Regions from separate parts of the Mus musculus genome. Here region 1 is linked to region 2. A link is a contact called in public HiChIP or PLAC-seq data. All regions are on one chromosome and are shown on one strand. The core of a region is the stretch at or near the end of the contact, and the rest is flanking DNA. Distances in the headings are between cores, read along the strand shown. Region 1 overlaps Abl1 (c-abl oncogene 1, non-receptor tyrosine kinase). Region 2 holds the start of Aif1l (allograft inflammatory factor 1-like).

Evidence for each region. HiChIP or PLAC-seq counts read pairs in DNA pulled down with a chosen protein or histone mark.
Region 1: an H3K27ac HiChIP or PLAC-seq map of VIP interneurons shows a contact between it and region 2, with 4 times the contacts expected there. The contact joins the enhancer-like site here to the promoter of Aif1l in region 2. A contact is called at or near these places in 7 of 39 promoter capture datasets (HPC-7-derived erythroid cells, the SN4741 cell line, cranial neural crest and 3 more), 3 of 115 datasets of contacts at active chromatin or transcription factors (VIP interneurons, neural tube and pancreatic cancer cells) and 4 of 9 other capture datasets (adipose tissue, embryonic stem cells, liver and 1 more).

The regions. Positions count from the first base shown.
Region 1 is chr2:31,787,352-31,793,876 of GRCm38.p6, reverse strand. It overlaps Abl1 (c-abl oncogene 1, non-receptor tyrosine kinase), which reads right to left. Exons shown (of 11, transcript NM_009594.4): 5 at 3,522-3,606; 6 at 3,038-3,215; 7 at 1,455-1,639. Among named protein-coding and RNA genes, the nearest start is that of Qrfp, 20 kb to the left of the region's middle. Within about 2 kb of position 4,441, at least 7 of the 459 cell types and tissues checked have an H3K27ac peak or open chromatin away from gene starts, as enhancers often do. A contact at or near this core is called in VIP interneurons and pancreatic islet, where this site is marked.
Region 2 is chr2:31,948,279-31,954,794 of GRCm38.p6, reverse strand. It overlaps Aif1l (allograft inflammatory factor 1-like), which reads right to left and starts at 4,492. Exons shown (of 6, transcript NM_145144.1): 1 at 4,414-4,492; 2 at 4,205-4,266. The coding sequence starts at 4,444. Lamc3 (laminin gamma 3) reads right to left here. Exons shown (of 28, transcript NM_011836.4): 28 at 5,712-6,516.

The DNA of each region.
Region 1 (6,525 bases), core at 3,192-5,691, 160 kb after region 2:
GCCTGTCAGGCCATGGGCTGTTTCTAGGTGGGTGAGATTATCTCCAAAGTCCCTTCCAGCTCTAAACAGTTTGTAAAAATCTTGTGAGCTCTCAAAGTCTTGGCATTCTTTTGGGATTTTTTTGGTTTTCCGAGACAGGGTTTCTCTGTGTAGCCCTGGCTGTCCTGGAACTCAGAAATCCGCCTGCCTCTGCCTCCCGAGTGCTGGGATTAAAGGCGTACGCCACCACCGCCCGGTGCACACAGATTTATGCTCCATGGCCAACTGAGTATGGAAGAAAGGAGGTGGAGACTGATCACGTGACAGAGCTGCTAGTGAGCCACCACCGTCACCAGCAGCTGCCACACCATAGCCCTCTGGTGCAGTGGTTTCCCAACCTTCCTAATGTTGTGGTGACCCTAAGCATAAAATTATTTTCATTGCTATTTCATAACTGTAATTTTGCTGTTATGGATTATAATGTAAATATTTTTGGAGATAAAAGGTTGCCAAAGGGGTCATGGCCCAGAGGTTGATAACCACTGTACTACTAGAGGGAGAAAAATCAAGCATTATGGATCGACCAACCTAAAAGCATCCGCCTCTGCTAATGTACTTAATGAAAGAAAAGTCAGCTCAAGTGTCAGGAGCTACCCGGGTCTGACTGTGCAGCTTCTAAGAAGACTGAAGCTAGAGGCACAAAACAGATCACAGCACAGAGACACAATGAACAAAGTCTAGATTCTGGAAAGTCTAAAGGAATGGTGACAGAGTTTATCAATAAATGAACAGCAGGGAAATACAGAACACATCAATGTAGTGAGGGAGCCACATCTGGCTCCCAGGTGAAGCAAATACTGAAATGTGTATGTACAAAATAATATATTTGGGATTTGCTTTCAAATAACAAGAGGTAAGGGAGTAGGCGGGGCACAGGGCTCACTACTCAACTCCACCTTCTTTGGTCACCCTTGGCATGAGAAGTTCTTAAAGATGGACATTGTGGTGCACACCTTTAGTCCCAGCACCTGATTTGAAATCCCAGCAACCACACGGTGGCTCACAACCACCTGTAATGAAATCTGACGCCCTCTTCTGGTGCGTCTGAAGACTGCTACAGTGTACTTATGTATAATAATAAATAAATCTTTGGCCCAGAGTGAGCAGGGACTGAGCGAGCAGAGTTGACTGGAGCAAGTGGGGCCGACTGGAGCAAGCAGAGGTCCTAAAATCCAATTCCCAACAATCACATGAAGGCTCACAACCATCTGTACAGTATAATGTACTCACATACATAAAATAAATAAATAAATCTTTAAAAAAAGAAAAAAAGGAGGAAGCAGGAGTTTAAACTAAGCCAGAAATGAACCAGAAAGAGGGCATAGTGGTGGAGGAGAGACGAGGTATAGCAGTAAAGAGCCTGCGAAGCAGAAGGGGAAGCCCCTGGCCATGACTGCCCAGGACCTGGACCTTACCCCACACGTCCGACTTGATGGAGAACTTGTTGTAGGCCAGGCTCTCAGGTGCGGTCCATTTGATGGGGAATTTGGCTCCAGCATGGGCCGTGTAGGTGTCCCCTGTCATCAACCTGCTCAGGCCAAAATCAGCCACCTTCACCAAGTGGTTTTCCCCTACCAGGCAGTTCCGGGCAGCAAGGTCTCTGAGGAAGAAAAAGGGTCATCTGTGGGTGCTCCTGGCTGACTCCCTAGGTGTGTAGCTCCCCTACTATTGACAGGTATGACGCTGACAAAAGAAGACCAAGTGTAGTCCCCAGAAGCTTTCAAATACCCTGCTGTGGAGCAACAGTTCCTCAGCAAATACCAGTCGGGCTACAGCAGCAACACCACAAGCAGACAGGGTGGCAATGGGGGCAGGTCCTGTCCCATGACCTGGAGTTGTTAATTACCTCACATATAAAATGACGACAGTAACAGGGTGTGCCTTGGGCAGCTGTATGTGATATCCCTACTTTCTTCTTGCTTCCTGATGTTGACTCAAGTGTTTGAGAAACTCTCCCATATAATCACCTCCTGAATCTTCACGGGAGGAAGGGTCTAATCTTTGGTTCATGGCTGTTAACCATGAAGTCCTGAGGTAACTGGGAACCAAGGAATGAGAGTATGAGGCAGCTCAGGGCAACGACTGCGTGATACAGCTTGATCACCAGCAATGAGAGAAAAATTAAACACACAAGAGTTGTGCCTAATAGGATTTTTGGTAAGGCATTTTTAGTATGTGAATGGAGGGGGAACGGAGCTGGCCATGCAAGGCGAGCCAGAAGTCAGGAAATCTCAATTTGCAGCATCAGAGGCTACACTTTGCTGAGCGACAGGAGCATTTGGATTGGGCTCTCGTGGAGCAGAAAAAGATCTGTCTTCCGAGGGGCTGCCAGCATTTCATACACGCTACTTATTCCTGGCTATGAAATCTCATGTTGAGGTTTCACACTTGAGTTAATTGGGTAGGAAAGGTCACCACAGTGGCGTGGAGAACATCTTGCATGACGGAGTTGGGCCAAGCCCATCAGGCTCCCTCCTGCACAGGTTGTCACTCTGCTAGGAAGCCACTTCCACCAGCAAAGCATGCAAACCCAGATAATTGTGGCACACTTGAAGGTCAAAACACTCTGGGTTTTAAAAACAGCAACCGGCTTGCATGTATATAATTCTCCAGCCATGGAAACATCCCTAAACCCGGTGACAGCTGGTAGGCAAGGAAACACAAAGAAAAGGAGGAAAAGCCACACAATGAAGCTAAGCCCAGGCAGAGAGAGGCTTTACCGAGTGAGTGCTGGCCTCAGGAATGCTCGGTTTCAGAGGGAACCAAGACTATCAGGAAGAAGGCCTTTTACGAATTTCATTTAATATTCAACTAAATCCGAAGTGGCTCAGAAATGAAACACTTCTTTCCCCAGGGATTAGCTGCTCCACTGGCCCAGGCCTTGAAGCATTTAGTCCCGCAAGCAGCGCTTACGTCAGGCACTTGTGTCTGCCAGGACCAAGGCTGGGGCTGAGCCCTAAGACCGCACAGCTGGGTCCTCTGCTTTACCCAGCCCTACCTGTGGATGAAGTTCTTCTTCTCCAAGTACTCCATGGCTGATGAGATCTGTGTGGCCATGTAGAGCAGTACCACGGCGCTCACCTCCTGCCGGTTACACTCCCTCAGGTAGTCCAGCAGGTTCCCATAGGTCATGAACTCAGTGATTATGTAGAATGGTGGTTCCCGGGTACACACCCCTGACAACAGACACAGAGGCTTCAGCATGTGGCTCAGGGAAAGGAGCCCTAGGAAAGTCTGGCACTAAAAGGGGTCCTGGCCTGGTAGGAGGGCTCAGTGGATAAAAGCACTTGCCACGCAGGCCTGACCCCAGACCCCACATGAAGAACTGAGCAGACAAAGCATGGTTAGTCTGACCTCCCCACACGCCCTGAAACACTCAGTTCTCTTTTATCAGGAAGGGGTGCCCACTCAGCCAGACATTTGGAGCAGAGCCCTGCAGAGCCAGCAGTGGCGGCTCCTCTTCTGAGTCCGTGCTTGGTTACCTAGCAGCTGCACCAGGTTAGGGTGTTTGATCTCCTTCATCACCGCCGCTTCCTTCAGGAACTCCTCCACCTCCATGGTGTCCTCCTGCAGAAGGGAAGTTCAGATGCATGAGATCTGTTTAGCAAGGAAGTGCCTAGGAGGGAAGACAGCTTCAAGGGCTAAGGCAGTGACAACCTCCCCTCAGTCTAGGCCACTGCCTCTGATGAGCACTGGATACACTGCCCTTGAGAGGCTCAAGGAGTCTTGTCCTGGTGATGTGAAGACTCCTGTGGGGCAAATTCTCACCCAGGGCTCATGTTGTGAACAGCTGCCCCCAAGCTGACGGAGCAATTGTGGGAGGCTGTGGAACCCTCAGGAGCTAGGGCTTGCTTGGGAGGAGTTCTCATTACAGGCAGGTCTCGAAAGGTCAGACCCAGTCTCTGGTTCTCTTCCTGGGCTACAATCATGGGAACAACTGTGTCACACACTCCTGCCACCAAAGAACAGCCGCTCTGCCATGCTTTCTGCAGTGGTGGACTGAAAGCTTTGACACCATGAGCCAAGTTGGATCTTTTCTCCCTTCAGATGTTCCTGTCAGGTATCCTGTCTGGCCCAGTGAGTCAATGGGCCATAGGTCAGAGTGGCCTGGTATTGCTGTGGACCTTCTGTGGGGTCTTAGAACTATTTTTACAAGTACTGTTTGCTTCCTGACCCAACACCCTTAACATTAAAAGAGGAAACAGTGTGAAGAATCTGAAATGCAGCTGGCTTGAGAGATCCACTTTCCAGAGTGCCTCACAGGTCAGATAGACCCTGAGCTACTTAGTTATGCACTGCCATGAGCACCTAATGAAGCAATCATCACTGACTAGGGGGTCAATCACCCAGATTCTAAATCAGTCTTACCAGCAGCTCTCTGAGCACGCAGAGAACCATCTGTGTAGGTCACACAACACAGGGCCAGAGATGGACCCTTTCCAGGCTGAGTCTGAAGGGCTGTGGTCTGTACTCCTCGGCCTCCTTAAACCTAAGCCACTGTTGCTTTGAATCAACTCCCACAAGCAGGAAGCAGCAACAGTGAGTGGCAGGGTCTCCCTAGCTGCAAGAACAAGGCTCTGGAGGCAAGGACAGTAGGCCACATGTGGTGTCTGCAGGGAGTCTGCCTGTGTGGTACGGAAGAGGTTTCATGAAAATCAGCTTCCCTGGGCAGAGAGCCTCATCAGACCTCATGCTAAGTGTGCTTTTGTTCTTGGTGCTTTTCCGCTTTGGTCAGCCACAATGAGAAGCAAATCACGACCAGAGCCAGCGTGATGACGTGTTATCACCAAACATGGGTTCTAAAAGACTATGGAGATGCTGTCTACTGTTCTTTAACAGCATGGGCTGCTCTCATGTACCACAGCATGCGGCTGCTGCTGCCCAGCTGTGCGGAGGACATTCATCCCATGCCGCCCACCACTGGCTGCTGGGCTCTTCAAGTCTCTTCTGTTCCTCAGCTTCCCAAAAGCGAGTCTGGCTCTAGTGTGCAGCACTCTGAAGTACCCGGTGACACACCATGGATACCTGCCAGAGCCAGGAGCCAATGCTGCACAATACAACTGGCTTTGACACAACTGCTCTCCAGTGATACTGTCTAACATCTAAACCTTTCTGTTCTATAGCAGTGCACCTCACAGGCTCATCATCAGAAATCTCAGCTGTTGTGGAGCCACGTACCCTGATCCAGAAGACCAATGATCTCAAGGCAGAATTATTTAAAAGCATCTTCTTGCTTTGACTGCAGATCCCCACCGCCTCTCACACATGTACTCACACCCTGTGCAATCATTCCTTCCTGTCTATCTGCATGTCTGTCTCCATCACACACACACACACACACACACACACACACACACACACACATCGCCTATGGGGCAATTGTGGGGTCTTTTTCCTTTCACAAAAAAGTGTGAGTTTGTCTCCCCCTGCTGGAATTAGACATGATTCAATTAATCATTTAAACTGTAACCTAATGTTTTTAAATATCGAAATTTAAAAGACAAACTAAAAGACCAGGGAGCTGGAGAGGTGGCTCAGCAGTTAAGAGCACTGACTGCTCCTCCAGAGGTTCTGAGTTCAATTCCCTGCAGCCACATGGTGGCTCACAGCCTTCTGTAATGGGATCTGATGGCCTCTTCTATCATGCAGGTAAGAGCACTCATAATATACAAACAAATCTTTAAAAAACAAAAACAGCCGGGCATGGTGGCGCACACCTTTAATCCCAGCACTCAGGAGGCAGAGGCAGGCAGATTTCTGAGTTTGAGGCCAGTCTGGTCTACAAAGTGAGTTCCAAGACAGCCAGGGCTATACAGAGAAACCCTGTCTCGAAAAAACAAAACAAAACAAAACAAAACACACAAAAAAACCCCAAACAAGCTCCTCGTTGTAATCTGTGAGGTCCTGAGGTCCCTCTGCTTATTTTTTAACTCATGGCGTCCTTCTGAAGACATTTTCCTTTTACACAGTCAAACAGAACTGTGAAGGCTCAGGTGGAAGAAACACTGGGAGGATTTTCCTTTCTCTCCTTAGTCCTCGTGCTTATGCTTGTCGGGAAAAGAAGGCTCAACCGCTCCCTTCACGGGGCCTGCATGGCTCCATCCTTGTGGGAGACAGCAGGAACTTTGAGTCAGTGCTATAGGGAGGCTAAGAGGATGGCTTGTCAGTTATGCTGACCTGGCTTTGCTGCTGTGTGAGACCCTGGCAACTTAATGACCTACAACCCTCACCCCACTCTTCTGTGAATCTTTCTTTTCTTCTGTCTTTCCTTTTATAGGCAAGGGCTCACGTGATGACCTCAAACTCCTGCTCCCCCTGCCTCCACCCTCCAAGAGATGAGATTCCAGCTGTAGACCATGCTAGTGATCAAATCCCAGGCTCTGTGCATACTAGACAAGTACTGTGAGCCAGGCCACATCCTCAGCCTCTAGACTTGTTTTCAGTGACTGGCCAGCAGGGATTGGGGACACACTCCAATTGCAGTGG
Region 2 (6,516 bases), core at 3,243-5,742:
ACTGAATCCCCAGAGGCCCACGTGACCCCTTATCACCATCTCCTTTATAATATATTAAGGGGAGAGCAAGAGAGACGGGTGTCCTCAATGCCAACAGGCAAGGACAGAGCAGTACTGCCAGGGACACAGGGAAAGGCACACCGGCATAGTCTCCTGGGTCAAGTCTCAAAGGCCCCATGTGGCTGAGAGAGAAGGCAGGAAACATAGTCACTCTGGACAGAGATCTTCCAACATCCCAGCCCCCTTCCCAGGTGGCAAAGGAGCACTGAGATAACCATTGGGCACCTAAACGGGACAGAGAATACAAGTGACCTTCATTTGACCCAAGAGGGCTGAGACATGGGGACAATAGCCAGAGATCCTTATCCTACATAAGCAAGGAAGGCCTGGGTCACTACAAGGCTGCAGCTGCCTGGTGGACTAAGGCCAGAGCAGGCCACGGGTGATGTCTGGAGTCAGACAGACCTCATCTGAATCCTGCCTCTGCTCTTTCCTTGGCCGAGTAGTCTGGGGAGGCCATTTCCTCGTCATTATGATGGGTATTATCATCCTTGCCCCTGAAGGACATTCAGGGTTCTCTCTGCATGCCTGGCACAAGCGTGATAGAGTGCTCCATTGAGGCGAATCTGTGAGCCGATGCATAGTGAGCACCAGGCATGGAGCATCATCATGCTCACATCCTTGTGTGTGCAAAGATCCCAGCCAGTCACAGGCTCAAGCTGTAGCCCACCCCCCAGCCCCAGGCCACAAGCACTCCGAGGGGTAGCCAGCCCAGCCCCGCAGCTTCTCTCGGTTCCTATGGGAAGATAGAGGAAATTTCTTCTATTGCCATATAAGGCTGGGCCTGGCTGGCCTGGGGTCACCTACCATGCCATCAGGGCGTGGGGAATGCCAGCTATGTGGAGGGAGTAGGAGGCACTTGCCTGGTCCAGTTTGCTCCAGTGGTGCTGACACATACACACCACACAGTGTGGGAGGGGGGCTGGGTGTCCACGAAAGGGGCCACTGAAGCACAGCGCTGAAGCAAACACGTACACATATGAAATCTGAGTCCCACTGTGGCTGGCTCCTCGTCTTGTTTGGTTTGATTCAAGGTTTCCCTCTGTAGCCCAGGCAGGCCTTGGAACTCACAACCTCTCCTGCTCAAGCCTCCTACGCTGCTTTGATGACAAGCATTCACCACCACCTCTGGGTAAATTGTGGCTGTTTAACCTCAGGCAATTAACTCAACTTCCCTGAGCCGGCTAGTCTGTGAAATGGGAATAACAGTACTTACACCCCACAATGTTAACGGGGAGCATTCAGCATGCCTGGTGCAGAACCAGCACCCACAAGGGGCCAGAAAATAATCGTAGAAACCAAAATGGGGCTCTTGAGATGGCTTAAGAGGTTAAGGGACCTGCCTGCTAAACCTGCTGATCTGAGTTCAGTCCCTGGGACCCACGATAGAAGGGGGAAACCAGTTCCTGCAAACATACCTTCACATACAGCCTGTGTTGTGTCACACACACACACACACACACACACACACACACACACACACACGTATACATGAATAGCATAATGGGATTTTTAAAAAACAATTTATAAAGAAGAAACTAGAATGAACCCCTAAAAAGCTGTAGTATGTGCAGCCCTCCTGCCTCCTTTCCCCCTCAGGGTCCTCCAGCTCCACCAGAGGATTCAACTTTGTCTCTCTTATGATAGCAATGGCTAAGATTAAGCGACCTTGCTGCTCACAAACAGCCTCCTCACAGGAGAGGGAAAGCCCCAAGGAGAATTGGAGTATTGGTCCAGAAAGTCTTCCCAGAGCTGGGCCAGACAGCAGCCGGTGGTTTCCATGCTCATGGGCACAACAGGTGGCTGGTCACAAAACCCCCATGCAGTGAGTCACAAAGTCATGTCCTGTATGGTTTCCTGCCTCTATGGGGACAGCAGGCACTGCTCAGCCCAGCCTAGCCCATCACCCTAGAATTCACACACCAGGTAGGGCAGAGAAGGTGTACTCCGATGGAAGACAATTGGATCTGTCATTACAGCCATGGCCATGGGTCAACCAGGCTGGGACCTTCAAGTGGAGCCACTCTGAGTCTACCGTCCTCCAAAGGGGCATGCCCAGCTGGTATGTCCCTGGCACACCTCCACGCCTACTCCCTATACCTGAAACCCTCACACAAACAAATGACGATGCTCATGACAGCCGCCAACTCTGTGCGTTTCACACACAGCGTCTGGCTTTTAAAAAAAAATCACTACTATTATCTCTTGCTGGCAAAGGAGGCTCAGAGGGGTGAAGGAAGCAGGTCGATGGAACTCACAGAGCCAGTGCTTGGCTGCCTGCCTCCTGGCTCTAATGCCAGTGTAGTCACCATGGCCTGCTGTGATGCGGGAGCAGCTGCATGGTCCAGCTTACTCCCCTAGGGACCTACGCTCTGGATTATACTCCGGCCCAATGGCAGCTCAAGCTCACGTGGAAGATCTCAAAACAGCATCCACAGCACAGAAAAGAGCAAGCTGCAGCAGTGGCTCCCGTGTGGCCTTGGCTCAGCTGCTTGCCCTCTCTGGGTGTTTGAAGACCTGCAGTGGTTAGATCACAGCTCCCCCTAGCCCACTTTCTGCAGCATCAGTACTGCCACGCCCCTTTTTGAGCCACCTGTTCCAACAGCTCTCATCCCAAGCCTTCACCTGCGTACGTCCCCAAGAACAGAAAGCCCCAAATCTCCACTCTTCTGACTCTTCTACTAAGGTCATCTAATTAATGTCCATATCCAGCTGTCTCTGGCTTAGGGTCCCATTGGCTGTGGGTGGAGCCAGCTAGCTCAGAACCTTCCTAACAAAATGGCCCCGGGGGCTGTATGAGGTCAGGGTCCCAGGTTCCTGTCCAGAAAGCAAAAGCAGCCAAGGCTGGGGTAGCACTGAGGCGTCTTGGAGAAGTCCATCAGGCCTGGGATCTGAGCCCAGCTATATGCACACGGGTCCCCCAAGACCATGCTCTATGACAAGCCCCAAGGGAAAAGGGAAGGGTCCTAGTAAGAGGCCCCAGAGCCCTACAGGGACTCCTGGAGCTGGTGGACGGGAAGAGACACCTATCTGGGTCTAGACAGTCCATGGAAATAAAGGAATTAGGTCGAAACACTTCAACAGGACCACAGCCCTGGCATCTCCAACGACCTCCAGTTACCTCTAGTGTGCTAACCCTACCAGCTAGCTCCTCGACAGGGGCCTGGAGTTTGTCACTCTGGGTGTCCAGGGACCAAAGGGGCAAATAAGAAGAAATGCCTCCCCTTATATCAATTGGCATACCTCAGCCCCAATGTACTAATAACTCTAGGGTAGAGTGTCTAGCATGGAGAAAATCTTAAGTTCAGTCTCCACTGTAGAGGAAAAGAGAGAGAGAGAAAGAGAGAGAGAGAGAGAGAGAGAGAGAGAGAGAGAGAGAGAGAGAGAGAGAAACTAACTTCGCGGGCTGTCTCCCTAGCGCTGGACCCCAGAAGATGTAGGCTCCTTACTTTCCTGAGCCCACAAAGTGACCCTGCAGGAAGCGAGAAGCTCTTACTGAGACACCAGTCACATCTGAACACAGATCCTGGGAACCCTAAAGCCTCAGGCTGTGCCACCTCTGTGCTTTGCCAATCCAGGAGGCCCTGACACCGTTTCTTATCTCCTGGGATCTACACGCTCAGTAGCAAACGTACGGAGCTGCTATTGTGTCTCTGGCAGCAGCGGAAGGATTTCTTTCTAGAACTTCCCCAGGACCAGGACCAGCATAGAAGAAAAAAACAGTCCCTTGGGCAACTTTTCTAAAAGCTGGTGCAAAGAGCTGTGTGTTAGAGTTGGAGGTGGGAGGCAACAAGGAAATGCCAGCATTAGCCAGCTCCTAGTGTTAAGTTCTGCGGGTCTATGGAGACAGCACTGGCCCTGGGGTCTCTCCTGGCGCCAAACCCCTTAGGTGGTCCCCAGCCGGCTCCCTCACCCGCCCCACCTCCCTGGTCGAGAGTTACAACTTGCAACTGGAGACGCCAGGCAGAGAACTAAGGGGTGGAATGGACTTACCTGGAGTTGGAGGCCACACAGCAGGGGCCAGGGATGCAATTGCAGAAGGCCAGGGGTAGGGGAGGAAGGGGCTGATTTTGTCTGGGGGGAAGGGGTGGCACAGTGCGGCACATGGGACCCACACGCTGTCCCACACAGTGACGCGGCTTACCCGATTGATCTCCTCGAGCCTCTTCTCCTGCCGGGCTTTGAGCAAACCGAACGCCTTCCCTCCTGCGGGAGACAAAGAGTCGGCGGGGAAGCTAGGGTACCAACCGGGCCACGCGCCCCCTCCGAGTTCCCGCGCGCGCCGCACAGCGCACACAGGTGGCGACCCAGGGACGTCCGGCGCGGGATAGCGCGGGGACAGCAGGCGCCTACCTTGGAACCTGTTGCTGAGTGCGACCGACATGGTATGAGCCCGACTCCGGACAAGGCCAGGGACAACAGGGAGGAAAAGTCGTCTGGTCCAGACCTTCGGCAGCGTGTGGCGACGGGACCCAGGGGCGGAGGGACCTCGCGGCCGGACACACCCCGCCCCTCCGGCGGCCCGCCTCCTGCCCCCCTCCCCGCTGCCGCGCGCACCCGGGGCATCAAAGCCCGCTGTTTAGCCGGACGCTTAGCCCGCCGCCGCCCCTCTGCTGGAGGACGCGGAAAATGCAAGATGGGAACGCCCTCTTTCCCCATCACCAGAAGAGACAATATCACATCTCACTAAGAACTTTGCAGAGCTGGTTGTGAAGATCAAGTGCCAATAGAGGCTGTCACCTCACTGTCACCTTTGCCCGGCAGTGCCACGATAACACCGATATTTTAGATAAATACGTGTGTTGGTGCAAATACGGTGTACCTGACACTTGGTCTTTGTGTGTCATTTCCCCTAACTACAAAGTAGTACCGGTATGCCTACTAGATAGAAAAGTCTGGAAGCTGAAGCTGGGACACGAGTCCTCTAGGGTGGTAAAGAAGCAGCCTGTGACTTGAGGAGAAGCCAGGGTGGGCATGCAAGAACTAGGAACTTGTAAAGAAAGAGATCATGAATTCCAGTGTCCAACCTGAACAGACTAGAGACCCTTTCTAGAGACAGGGTCTCCCTCCATTGTTACATTGTGGACACAGGCACAGATCAGGATTGCCCTAACCATGGGATCCAGGAATCCCTGTTCCCCTGACTTATTTCAAGTCTACACTCCTTAGATTGGGATCCTGGGACCAGCTGACTGTGGGGACGGGTAGCCAAGCTCACACAGGGGAGTCCAGTGGTCCAGATAGAATGCTATGGGGCTAATGGGAGGAAAGATGCTTGCGAGGCAGGGCTCCTGCTCTTAGGTTCCTCCCACTATGCATTCATTCATTCATCTGAAGCTGGGCACTTGACACAAGCTCCCTAAGCAGCAGAATAGGAGAAACAGGAGCAGGGACTGCACTGTAGAAGGTAGGCCCACAAGGGCTTGGGAGTTCAAAGCCTGCATGGTCGTGTTCCCTCTGAAAGCTCGGGCAGGAACTGGACTCAGAACAGGGCCCTATTGCTCTGGTCACAGGCTGCCCATGGTCCCAGCTAGCTGGGTTAGCTGTTGTTGTGTGACCAACTTTTCCTGAGGAGATACAACACACACGTTTACTCACCCCAGTTTAGGAACCCACGAGAGATCCAATTACAGATATCACCCAAGTCCAGCTTGGTGACCCAGTAAGCTTTATTAGGGTTATTTACAAGAATATGGGTGAAGAGTTAACTTACAGAAACAGAAATGACTCACAGACAGCTGTGTTGCCAAAGTCCACCCCCTAGCATGGATGACAGCTCACAAAACTGGGAACCTGGAGCCCGCCGCATGGTCTACAGACAGTGTGACAGGTTGGATGGAGAGTCTCCTTTCCCGGGGCATCAGTTAGTCTAACCAGCAGGCAACTCTACTTGTCTAAGAGTCTTCTTGCAGCTGGGTTCTGCTGAGGCCGGCAGGAAGGGGCCTGGGGAATCCGCTCAGTTTCAGGGAGCTCTTGAAGCTCTTGTTTTGGGCTGTTTACCTCTCTGCCTGAGGAGCCCCCCTACCGGAAGGAATGTTTTCTCCTCAGAGAAGACTGCTCCACAGCTGTTCCTGGCTGTTCAGTGGGATAGGACAGGGGCCATCCCAAGTTCTACTGCTCAGCTGGCTGCTGAGTTAGACAGATGTTCAGCTGCTGCTAGCATTCCCCTCCGTCATGTGCAGCCCCACCTCTGGACCTTCTGAGTGGCTCTGCATACACCAGGCATGACCATACCGCATGAGTCACTTGGCAGGCCTGAGACTTGTTTCCTAGGAAGCCTGGTCTCCGCCCACTAGAGATGCTGGGACCACGCTTTGCTGTACATCATGGCTCAAGTGGGTAGAGGTTGGCCATCCATCAGTGGAGAAACTGGGTTAAGGCCAGAGAAGTGCCGGATCCTGCCCCAGATTTTGACTTTAGAGCTCCCATGTCCTTTATATCACACACCAGATCCTA